Linked DNA regions of Salmo salar: region 2 is linked to region 1. Evidence: chromatin contacts called from public Hi-C data. All regions are on one chromosome and are shown on one strand. The core of a region is the stretch at or near the end of the contact, and the rest is flanking DNA. Distances in the headings are between cores, read along the strand shown. Region 1 holds the start of btbd7 (BTB (POZ) domain containing 7). Region 2 holds the start of itpk1a (inositol-tetrakisphosphate 1-kinase a).

Evidence for each region. Hi-C and Micro-C count contacts between places; a contact is called where the count stands out from the background.
Region 2: a Hi-C map of gill shows a contact between it and region 1, with 3 times the contacts expected there. The contact joins the promoter of itpk1a here to the promoter of btbd7 in region 1. A contact is called at or near these places in 2 of 3 Hi-C or Micro-C datasets (blood and gill).

The regions. Positions count from the first base shown.
Region 1 is chrssa15:46,184,036-46,186,562 of Ssal_v3.1, forward strand. It overlaps btbd7 (BTB (POZ) domain containing 7), which reads left to right and starts at 1,268. Exons shown (of 11, transcript XM_014145060.2): 1 at 1,268-1,721.
Region 2 is chrssa15:46,355,416-46,357,942 of Ssal_v3.1, forward strand. It overlaps itpk1a (inositol-tetrakisphosphate 1-kinase a), which reads left to right and starts at 1,263. Exons shown (of 11, transcript XM_014145058.2): 1 at 1,263-2,507. It overlaps tmem251 (transmembrane protein 251), which reads right to left and starts at 1,056. Exons shown (of 2, transcript XM_014145063.2): 1 at 743-1,056.

The sequences.
Region 1 (2,527 bases), core at 18-2,517:
CCAACCGAGATTTAGGGAAAACCAGGGAATTTATTGAAAGTTCCAGTAATTAAGAGCTCACAGAATCAATAGTCTATTAAACAAACTCTCAAACAGGCAACAGAAGCAGGATCTGTCTTATTTCTGTAGATATATATGGATGATTTATAAACCCATGCACATTTAACAGTTAGGCTAGCTAGCTAATTAACTACAATTCCCTGGTTTCCCAAAAATCCTGGTAGGAGGATTCCGGATTTCCTGCTTATTCCATCCTGGTTCTGGCACACCTCCAACCGAGATTTAGGGGAAACCAGGGAATTTATTGAAAGTTCCAGTAATTTTGCAACCCTAGTTGCACCATTGTTCGTACATAATATAACCATATACAATTTCAGTAGCACATATTTTAGAGTATTATATTAGTCCACTGAGACAGGCGCGAATCAGACTGGTGTCTCGTGCACCATGAAAAAGTATATATAACCTCAGCAAAAAAAGAAACGTCCCTTTTTCAGGACCCTGTCTTTCAAAGAAAATTCATAAAAATCCAAATAACTTCACAGACCTTCATTGTAAAGGGTTTAAACACTGTTTCCCATGCTTGTTCAATGAACCATACACAATTAATGAACGGTCGTTAAGACACTAACAGCTTACAGACGGTAGATAATTAAGGTCACAATTATAAAAACTTAGGACACTAAAGAGGCCTTTCTACTGACTGGAAAACACCGAAGAAAGATGCCCAGGGTCCCTGCTCATCTGCGTGAATGTGCCTTGGACCTGCTGCAAGGAGGCATGAGGACTGCAGATGTGGCCAGGGCAATGAATTGCAATGTCTGCGCTGTGAGACGCCTAAGACAGCGCTACAGTGAGACAGGATGGACAGCTGATCATCCGCAGTGGCAGACCACTTGTAAAACAACACCTGCACCCTATATATAGGGTTAGATGGCAGTGCAATTTCATTCCCCCCATTTATTTTGTGAGCAAATTACATTTACATTACATTACATTTAAGTCATTTAGCAGACGCTCTTATCCAGAGCGACTTACAAAATGGTGCATTCACCTTAAGATATCCAGTGGAACAACCACTTTACAATAGTGCATCTAAATCTTTTAAGGGGGGGGGTTAGAAGGATTACTTTATCCTATCCTAGGTATGTGCTATGCACTTTCCAAACAGTGAAAGGCAGCAATATGCAACATAAAGTCTAGTCTGCCGCAAAGCCATATGAAGAAGTAAAGTGCAATGAGGTTATCTTGAAGCTAGTGGGAGCACGCGACCAACATCACCTGCCTAACCAGAATGTGCAACACTGGAGTTTTCCATTTGGCCACAGCGCCTCTTCTACTCGTCCACAAACCAAACAATCAGCAAAGTGTCGTGCAGTTGACATCAACCAGGGTCAGTGTACCTTTTGGCCAATGGATTTTGCAGTATAACGTGGAACCTGACACTCCAAAGTGGAGTAGCCCACTGTTAGCAAAAAGAGAAGTCTAGTTTACCCATTTTAGACAGTGGAAAACGGAATACCAGAAACCAACGATCCACAGTTGACACTCGAGTGCGAGAGGACTACATTTATGTATTTGGGTTGTGTTGCTTTAGCTAGCTAAACTTGCACACCACCGTGGGGACTGTTAGCTAAAGTAGCAACCCAAACGAATAGTCTACGAAGTCAAATCATACCGTACGAGGAAGAGGGCTGCAAAATCATACTTGACCCTATGAGGTAGGCTTGCTTACACTTATGTGGAGTTCATAGCTATGTCTAAATAGCTAGCTATATTTAATTGTACTTGCATTAGCTAGATAACTAATGTTGCTTCATATCCTATCGTTAGCAATTGCAACACCATCGACAGCGACAAACCACGGGTAGTTAGCGTTAGCACGAAGCTAGCTAACTTAACCGTCCCAACGTTCTTGGTCGCGCAGCTAACAAACGTTAGCTAGCTATATAACGTTTCTATCGTTAGTTAGCTAGGTATGATTTGACGTTAGCAAGTGACTCACTAACTAACCTTAGTTACCGTTACAGGTAACGTTAAAACTAGCTAACGAACGTTAGTTGGAAAAATGATCAACGCTAGCTAGGTAGCCTAACTACAGTAGCTACCTAACTTATTACGTAAACTAACGTTAACCGACTCAGATAGTTTGCCCCACAGACCAACTAACGTTACCTTAGCTAACTATCACTTTGAAGTGGACAATAAGCCTAGACTAACGGAGTACTGTAAAGTTGCGAAGGACAATTAAGCGTTAACGTTAGCTATTTGAGGATGTAACGCGTTAGTTAGCTATCCGTGTTATAATTCTAAAATATTTGATTAAAGCGACTTTCTAGCCAGGAGAAGTGGGATTGAAGTTGGTTGCTAGCTACCATAGAGATCATGTTACGTTGCTACAGCCAGCTAGCCAGACAACGTCACCAAGCAAACCAGGTTAGCAAAGTACTTTTTTATTCTTGTGTATTGGCCAACCTGTACTTTGATTTGTTGTGAAACTATAACGTTAGTTAAGTTGAGGGTTTCG
Region 2 (2,527 bases), core at 13-2,512, 170 kb after region 1:
TTTACTAGGAATGTGATCATACTATTTTTTTCACAAATGCGAGTGAAATGCTCGCACTGTAGAGCCCTGACCACCCGCCAACGTGGCTATGAAATATACATTTTACCCGCCAATGCTAAAATCTACCCGCATTTGGCAGGTGTTAATTTTAGGCCCTGTTCATCATATTATCTCTCTAGTCTAGTCGAAACGTTGCTAATGCCACGATCAGGACAACGCGCATCCGGCGTGAGATTTGGCACGGAAAATGTACCTCAATGGCAGTGCACTCCTAATTATCCCAACTGACAAATAGAGAAGATTAAAATACTGCTAGACTTTAATGACTGCTAGTTTTTTTGCCAGCATACTAGGCTAACTAATGCTACAGCAACCCATTTGATTAGACAACCCTTCCGGTAACTACTCACCCCCAACGCTAGACGTCGCATTTTCATGGAATCCAATGGGCTGCTATAGCATTAGCTAGCCTAAAATGCGGACGAGAAACTTGCTGTATTTGAATCTTCTAGATTTGTTAGTTCGGATAATTAGGAGTACAGTGTCATCCCCCATCCCTGGATTGAGGTACATTATATCTCGCGCCGCGTTACGACTAGAGAGAGAATGTAATTAACATCTAGTCGGATTCTGGCTAACTAGCTAGGCAGTCAAGTTAACGTAAGCCTAGTTAGCTGAAAATGGTAGACCACATGATTTGACAGATGGAAAGTGTGTAACATTAGCTAGCCATGAAGCTCACCTTTCTTTACATGACAAACAGTTTCGTTGACGAGGCAACTTGCTGTGATTTCATTTTTAATCCATGTTCATATTATTTCATAACCCCAGGCCATTTAATAAACCAACAACAACACCGATTGCCTTTCTTCCTTGTCATATGACTGACCAGAGACATTAGAAAATGAGATAATGCCGCGTTCATAACAACTAGGTACTCGGAAATCTCGAACTTCTGACTTCAGGTCGGAAAGTCTAGAAAGATGCCCGTGTTTCCGCTTGATATTCTGAGTTGGGTGACAGTTCACAACGAATTTTCCTTGTCGGAACTCATTTTTTCCGAGTTATCTTGAACGCTTGGAAGCCGGGGATTTCCGAGATTCCAGTTGTTTTGAACGCGGCATATATACCAACAGGAAATGAATGGAGAAATGTATAACGCTCCGCCCAGCCGACTGTCGACCAATCGCGTTTATGTTGTCAGTTTGCGTCACAGGTTGCTAAACTGGTCGTCGCGTAATCCCTTCTAAAGGTCAGGGTTTGAGTCGAGAAACCTGCCTATTTTGCTCGAAAGTACACGTTAATTATCTCAAATCCTGGAAAATAGGTTTTAAAATTGAGCTTCTTGTTCATTTAATTCGTGCTCATGTTGGGTTTTTGACTCCTTGAAGACGAGAGGTCCTTGTCCGAGTTTTTGTAGAATGCACCGTACTGACTAATGCCGGGTTCAAAACAACTGGGAACTTGTACATGTCTAACTTCAGTGCGTTCAAAACAACTGGAACTCAGAAAAAACGAGCTCCGACTGGAAATAATTGATTTGAACCGTCATCCAACTCGGAATTCCAATTGGTGAACTCGGGCCTCTTTCTAGATCTTCGACTTTCCGACCTGAAGATCACTGACGTCATGATTTGACCTTGTGTTTTTCGGAGTTCCTAGTAGTTTTGAATGCGGCAAATGTACGGACAACGTGAAATCCATAGATAGGGGGCCTAATGAATTTATTTCAATTGACTGATTTCCTTATATGAACTGTAACTCGGTAAAATCGTTGAAATTGTCTTTGTTCTTTATAGTTACAGACATGTATTTTTCGGTAACTGGTGACGACCCGATATTCGGGATACAACAGCGTCACAGAAGTTGAAATAAGATATGTTGCTTGTGTAGGCTACTAGAATATAGAGTTTTTAAGGGGGATATATACGTATTTAATAAGGCACTGTATGCACGCAAAATTGTATGCATTTGTGTTGCACATCCACATTCATACAGTACAGCATGCCAGGAAAAGTATTCCAATATATAGTCTACCCGTTGTCTGTCAAATGAATGGCCTACCACTAGATGTCGCAATGTGAGCAGTGCACCTTAGCCTAGTAGTCTACCGGTATTATCTTATCTTTCTACCGTTTTGTGTAGATATCATCCAACAATCATCAACATTTATTTAGCCAGTGTGCGCAATTTTGACCATGTTCACTTTAGCATATTTTCCCCATTTCACCCACCTCAATCTATGGATTGAGTGAATTGACAGCTGAGCTGATTGTGTCACCCAATAGGTAACTTAATTGGTGCCTCCTCCCACTGATATGACAGCACGACATTCAAGTTTATTAAAAGCTTTTCACAATTCATCTGGGCCTGTTATTATAGGAATAGCGTCCAATGCATCATCTTTTCTGAGCTGACCATTTGGGCATATCAGGTTCTCTTGCAATTATTTGACTGTTCATCTTAACCAACAATCAAGGGACCTGTTGCGGTGAAGACCAGATCAGGTACGTGGTGTCTAATTTTG